Regions from separate parts of the Sus scrofa genome. Here region 2 is linked to region 1. Evidence: chromatin contacts called from public Hi-C data. All regions are on one chromosome and are shown on one strand. Each heading gives the region's core, a stretch centred on a gene start, on an enhancer-like site or on the middle of the called end of the contact. The rest is flanking DNA. Distances are from core to core; before and after follow the strand shown.

The links. Hi-C and Micro-C count contacts between places; a contact is called where the count stands out from the background.
Region 2: a contact with region 1 is called in a Hi-C map of skeletal muscle, with 1.9 times the contacts expected there. The contact joins the promoter of KAT2B here to the enhancer-like site in region 1. A contact is called at or near these places in 6 of 47 Hi-C or Micro-C datasets (alveolar macrophages, brain, embryonic fibroblasts and 3 more) and 1 of 2 datasets of contacts at active chromatin or transcription factors (alveolar macrophages).

Annotation. Positions count from the first base shown.
Region 1 is chr13:6,924,843-6,928,428 of Sscrofa11.1, reverse strand. All of the region lies in intron 1 of RAB5A (RAB5A, member RAS oncogene family), which reads right to left. Among named protein-coding and RNA genes, the nearest start is that of RAB5A, 18 kb to the right of the region's middle. Within about 2 kb of position 1,803, at least 2 of the 83 cell types and tissues checked have an H3K27ac peak or open chromatin away from gene starts, as enhancers often do. A contact at or near this core is called in skeletal muscle, where this site is marked.
Region 2 is chr13:6,983,429-6,987,014 of Sscrofa11.1, reverse strand. KAT2B (histone acetyltransferase KAT2B) reads right to left here and starts at 1,864. Exons shown (of 19, transcript XM_021071366.1): 1 at 1,672-1,864; 2 at 1,479-1,669. The coding sequence starts at 1,780.

The DNA of each region.
Region 1 (3,586 bases), core at 554-3,053:
ATATATAAAAATGTCAAAATACAGGAGAAGAAATTTCAACCAATACATTAAAATAATAACAGCCCATAATCTAGTAGAGATTCTTTTAGAAATACAAAGCCATTACACCAGTAGGCTAAAAATCAGGTATTGCAGTCTCTCTAAACCTAGAAGCCAAACAAGAGAAATGTCTACCATCGTGATCATGTGGTATCATTTCATATATTCTTATAATAATTGAAATAATAAGTTATTAGAGAAAGAGAAAGTATTTGGAAGAGGCAAGACTGAGATGAAAATCCAAAGACATCAGTTAACATAAAGCAGATAGTAAGTTCTTCAAACTGGCTGGAATAGATCAAAGTAACAAGCCTTACAACACACAGGCAGTGATAAGACAGTCAATTATGCTGGGAGGACATTGGATCCCAATCATATTAACAAAGAATAAGAACAATTAACTTACTCCTCAACGCCCCTTAGAAGCCATTCCTCATCACACCCTTTCAACAGGTCCTCCCTTTGTGCTCCCAGACTTCTCTGTTGCAAGAACATGTTTCACACACTTTCTATAACCACTGATTAACCTTATCTTTTTATTCTCCCAGGGAGTTCCCTGAGAAACCTGCCCATAACCAGTATCTAATATAAACCTCAGTCCATACAAATGTTCAAAAAGTTTGCTGAAGTTCATTAAGAGATGTGTAGAACTATTTCGGGGCTATTTTAATATTTGACTAGATACAGTTCTCAAATGGGAAAAAAATAGGTATTTTTAAAAAACTCCTCTCAACTTACTACATAAGTAAAATAATCTTAAAGTACTAATGACATTTTTTTTTTTTTTTTTTTTTTTTTTGCTTTTTAGGGCCACACCTGCAGCACATGGAGGTTCCCAGGCTAGGGGTCTAATCGGAGCTGTAGCTGCCGGCCTACACCACAGCAACGCCAGATTTCAGCCACGTTTGCAACCTACACCATAGCTCATGGCAACACTGGATCCTTAACCCACTGAGAGAGGTCAGGGATCAAACCCACAACCTCATGGTTCCTAGTCGGATTCATTTCCACTGTACCACAATGGGAACTCCCAGCGAGATCTTTTAAACTTAACACCATATTGTTCTTGTGGTATGATAAAAAGAACATAATTTGGGAGGAGAAGAAAAAGACCAATATTAGATGCCAGGGGTAGGGTACAACAAAACACATTAAAACACATTAAAACTATTTAAATGTGTTAAGAGTGCCACAGGGCAGAAGTATTATGGGAATAGGATAAGGCACTACTATAAACATTATATACTGCAAGAACATCAAGATTTCCCAAAGTTCTCAAGGTTTCAAATACTACTGAAGTATTTAACTTCTCCCATAAAAGTCAGTCAAGTACAGCTGACATCTTCAAATCCTCAGTGCTTCTAAAAATACATTACTAATCATTTATATAGTTATAAAAATAAATTCTAGTACCCAAAATATAAACCACTGATAAACACTGTAGCAATGTTTAACCAACCACAAACTTACCTGAATCTGCAAAACCACTTTAATTTATCCAAAACGTCTATTTTTCTGGCTAAGAACCATCACTTTCTTAGACCTCTTCATTTTCTCTTCACTTCCATCACCAGCACTAGCAGTTGATTTTCTTTTCGGGCCCATATTTCACAAAGAAACAGCTTTTATCACTTCGAGAGTTACTGTGTACGCGACGACAAGTAGAGAAAAACAAAGCTGCGTTGAGATGCAGGTGCTGGCCTGTCTAATAGGCTCCTTCTTTGCGCTTACATGATCAGTTCCTATTTGTAGCCTAGCAGCAAGCAAGCAACATTTCAGTCTCAGCAAAACTACAAATTACTGAATGACAGACCTTGGAGTCAGCTGAGAGTAGCTGAAACTGTAAATGTTAAATCTGCAAATATCAAAGGCCTATAACGTGAAGACCTTTATAAATAATAAGCAAGGAGACACTGCAACGCACTGAGCAAGGGAAAGAACATCCAAATCAAGAGCATAACCCAAAGGTTAATAATTCATTAAAAAAAAAGTTTTAACAAACAAAATGATTCTACATGAATTAAAGAGAAGGGCAAAAAAGAAAAACCAAGGAACCAATATCACCCCAACCTTCAACTTACTATTTATTAAACCTGATAGGAAAGAATACTTTATTAGAATGGACCAAAAATCCTACAAGACTAGCAAGTATGACTACATAAAAATTAAGAGAGTTTAGGTTTGTAAAACATGTATCATACATTCAAAACGTAGGGGCAAACACATTTAGAAAAATTTCTACAGTGGATGGCATGAGATTAATTTTTACTACGTAGAAAGCTCATATAAATCTTAGGGAAACTCCAAAAGCATCAAAGATAAACGTGTAAAGAAAATTCACAAAAGAAATGTAACATAGAAAAAAATCACCACTAGTAATCAACAAAATCAAGATATCTTCACAGTAAAAATAGTTAAGTTTTACCCCCTCACTTAGCAAAATTAAAAAAAAATAGAGTGTAGAAAAACTTATGCTCTGCTGGAGATATTTTTAACTGTTTTAAAAATAACTGTGCCAATATGTGGTAAAGCCATAAAAATGCCAGTATTTTCTAATCTGTTATCTTATGGAATCTCCAAAAGATAAGGAGCAGGAAAGTAGGGAGAACACACTTTTATGCTCAAAGTATTTTTGTATTTAACAATAAGAAATAGCCTAATGTATAAATGAAAAGGCAACAGTGGCTTGGTTAAGAATTAAAATGGCTATAAGTAAAATGATACCTTAATTGCCTAAAACTACACAACACACACACACTCCATGACTGACTATTTTCCCTTACACAAAACTTTCATAGACGTGGTGAATTTCATGCCCTCTTAAACCTTAGAGGATACAGCTGTTAGAGAGGGGGAGGGCCTTATTCCAGATCACAGATGTAGATCAGGGGCCTGTGATCATAAAATCCGTGTGAGAGGTTGTTTGGAAGTGATAATGTAGGGAAGGGAGTCAAAGGTTTTTAGAGCCAAGTAATTCAATGGATGAGTCTAACGGATTCGGATCAAACTTCTAACCAGAGAGAAAGATGGCAGGAACTGACCAAGTGGAATCATAAACCAGGTACCAAAGTTGTCCATGAAAGTAGAAATTGGTCTGCTGGGAAAATGAATATTAATAGAAATAGTATTATAACATGTGAATTTTATCAGACAGATGAGTATTGACTTCAGATGATAAAAATGTACAAAAAAAAGACTATATGGATGGTTTAAGAGCCAATGATAGCCAAAACAAAAACTGAGGCCATTTTTATTTTCCACTAAAATTTTATGTGTGGGAGTTCTCGTCGTGGTGCAGCAGAAACAAATCCAACTAGGAACCATGAGGTTGTGGGTTCGATCCCTGGCCTTGCTCAGTGGATTAAGGATCTGGCAAGGCCATGAGCTGAGGTGTAAGACGAAGATGCAGCTCAGATCTGGCGTTGCTGTGGTGTAGGCCAGCAGCTGTAGCTCCAATTTGACCCCTAGAGCCTGGGAACCTCCATAGGCCACCAGTGTGGCCCTAAAAAGCCAAAAAAATAATGTGTGTATTGAAGGGAGTACCCAG
Region 2 (3,586 bases), core at 615-3,114, 59 kb before region 1:
TTTTTGGCCAAATTCGAAAGGGACTAATCCTATAATGTCCAGGTCTGACTAGGGTCTTGTTACTTGGAGTGTGGTCAGTGGACTAGCAACTCATCACATTTCTGAGAGTTTATCAGAAATGCAGCCTCTCAGCCCCAGCCCAGTTCTACTGATGCAGAAGCAGCATTTAATCAGCTCGGCAGAAGATTCCTAGACACAATAAAGTTTGAGAAGTCCGGTGCTAGAGCCTACATTCATTCGGGGCTAGATCCTACATTCATTCAACCAAGATTTATTATGCCCGGGCAGGGTCTACAGCAGGTGTTCAAAGTACAGGAGGATGTGAATGGCGTGGAAAAGGGAAAGTACAGGCATTCCATTGCAGTGGAGAAGCTCTAAAAGCAGCAACACCAGGGAGAGGGGTTCTAACAGGGTTAATAATCTTTCACCAAAATTCAGACGTGACCTGCTGCAGCTAGGCTGTGGAGATCTGGAATCTGGGAACTGGACCCCGTTTTGCAGCAGGCGGGAGGAATACAGGGGAGGTGTGTGTGTGTGTGTGTGTGTGTGTGTGTCTCTTCCCCGCCTCGGCCACAGGCCGCAGGAGCTGACAAGGCCAAGTCCCCGCCCCCCTCAGCTGTCACCCTGTCAAAACAAAGCCGCTGCTGACAGCGCAGGGCCAGCCTGCCCCGCGGCCTCGGCCAATGTCGCCACTCCAGAAGCTCGGCGCCCACATCTGGATCCGCAGCTCAGGGGTGACTGGGTGCCCAGAGCTGGCATGGAAACGGGATGGCGAGAAACGCGCGTTCTCAAACTGAGCAGTAGCGCCCGCCGCGCTGGGCTGTCACCTTGCCAAATCCTGTTTACACCCCGAGAGGCTGGCGATTCAACTAAACAAGTAATAATACAATAATGACGGGGCTGTCACCGCGCACCTTAACGCCTCTGCCGTCCGCGGAGGGCGCCCGCAGCTCTAAGACCCTGCCTCGGGCTGCACCCAACTTCCCACCCTGCGCGTTCCGCCCCTTAGAGCTCCCAAAGCGCTGGGAGTCAGGGATCCCACTCCAGCCACACTCCTTCCACCCAGCTCCGCCCCACGGAGCACAGGGAAAGGAGGGCGGAGAGGGGACGCTCAGATCCCCAAAGATGTTTTTTTGGCCCTAGGGCGCTCGCCGCACAGTGAGCCCAGCTCCACTCCCAGGAAGGCGCCTCCGGCGAGCTCCTACAGAGCAACAAAGCCCCAGGGCAGCCCAGGAGCGCGAACGCAGCGGCAACTCTTTCCAAAGGGAAGGAAGGAAAGGCTCTCCGTCGCGGAGATCAATTCTCCCTCCCGACAGGACTCTGGTCCGAGAAGCTGCTAATTGGGCGCGGGCACAGCAGCACTTCCGCGGTGCAGCGGCCCCAGGCGGGAGGCGGGAGGTGGGGGCGGGAAGGGGAGGGGGTGGGGTCCTGCGGGCCTGGCCGCTGCTCCTCGGGCGGGCCCCGAGCGGAGCGCGTACCTTGCAGGCGGAGTACACTCCGAGTTTCTCCAGTTTCTTGGCCCGCGGAGCGGAGCGCAGTTGCGCCTTCTTCACCGCGATCCGGGCCGAGCCGCCGCCTCCCGGTCCCTCGGCTGTGCCCGCCGCCGCCACCGCCGTCGCCGGTCCGCAGGCACCCGAGCCCCCGGCGGCGGCGGCGCAAGGGGAGCCTGCGGGGGCGCAGGCGGCGGCGCGGGGGGCGGCGGGGGTAGCGCCCCGAGCCCAGCCCCCGCCCCGGCCCCCGCCCCGCCGCCGCCCGGCCCGGCCCCGCCAGCCTCGGACATGCCGCCCCGGAGCACGGCAGGAGGCGCCGAGTGTCAGGCGCCGCCGCCGCCAGGGTCTCTCTCTCGGGCTCTGGTCGCCGGGAGCGCGAGACCCTCCCCCCGCGCCCTCCCGCCCCTGCGCCCACCCCCCTCCCCGCCCCCGCCCTCCCCGCGCACCGCCCGCCCGGCTCGCTCCGGCCGCGGCCCGCGCGCTGACGGTGGTGGTGGCGGCGGCAGCTGCTCCCCCCGGAGGGAGGGGACTAGCGGCTCCACGGCCGCCGCCGCCGCCACTGCGCCCGCCCTCCCCTGGCTCTTCTCCCCGGGGCCCCGCTCCGCGCGCGGGCCGCGGACATGTTCCCGGGGTGCCTGCGGCGGGTGCTGGCTCCGGAGGAAGGTCGGGCCAGGCACTCCCCCCACCCCGGTAGCTTCCCGCTGCCTGCGGGGCGTGCACCCCCCACCCGGCGCCTGGCACCAGGCGCTCGCCCGCCAGGGGGCGAGGCCAAGCCGGAGGTGGGGGGGACGAGAAGGAGGGTAGGGGCCGGCGCCCAGGCACCTGCTGGCCGCCTCCATCTCAGCAGTCCCCCTTACCCAGCCGACCCCGCCTAGGATGGGGTCGCCGGGGGCGGCAGGGGGGGGAGAGACTCCCATCATCTGTCCCTCCCCACTATTCCACCCTTTCGCAGAACGAAGACAACTTCCTCCACCCTAGCGGGAGCCAGAGGGAAAAAAAAAATATTTTTGAAAAGTACCCGTCCGTGCTAATCCTTTTCTTTGTTGGTAATTCAACCAAAATAAAAGCGTGATGTTTTCCATTTCTCTTTTTAGATACTTTTCTGCCCAACTTCTTTCCTTTAAGAACAGTTTCTTCCTATAAGCAATTTCTAGATCCCACCAGCCAGAGAAAGGAAAAGACTGTTAATCGATATTTTCTGTAATTTTTGTTTGAAAGTGCTGGTTGTTAAAAAGAATGCTAGTCCAAAAAGCACTATTAGAATGAAAGCTACTCGCAGTGGGAAAAGTTCGTTAACAGGACTCATCTCCGCAGGGTGGGACTATAACCTTGTTACTTTTTTTTCTATAATGTTGCATAGTTTTCAGAATTGATATCACCAGCATGCATATTAACCATGAAAAAAAACTTCAGCAGCGTCCAAAAGAATGTGTTGGTTTTGGCTTCAAACTTAAAAACAAAAACAAAACAAAAAACTGAAAAACTCAACTCAGCATTTTCAACTTTGTTGAAACTGTTGAAAGCTACCGTTTTCATTGTTGATGACAATGAGGGTGGTGTTTAGTAATTCAGAGAACACGTTTCAGTTTTTCATTTGAAAGCTGTGCACCTTTGGTCTGCCTCTCTAGAGCAGTTTTTGAAAACACAGGGCTATATCTCAGGACCTGTCACAAATGCCCTGCTTTTGTAATATGAGTCATAATTTTTATGTAATATGGGTCATAATGTGTGTGGGTTTTCGTGTTTGTTTTGGTTTTTTTTTTTTTTTTTTTTTTTTTTTGGTCTTTTTGTCTTTTTAGGGCTGAACCCACAGCATATGGAGGTTCCTAGGCTAGGGCTTGAATCAGAGCTGTAGCTGTCAACCTGCACCACAGCCATAGCCACAGCCACAGCCACAGCCACTCGGGATCCAAGATGTGTCTGAGACCTACACCACTGTTCACAGGCAACACCGGATCCTTAACCCACTGAGCCACACAAGAACTTCAAAAAAAATTACAAATATTAAAGTCTAGTTGATTGTGCTCATGCTTAAAGTTTAGGGGTGCAGTGCCCTGATATGTGCAGTGTGCTTTAAGAAGCATTAAAAAAAAAAA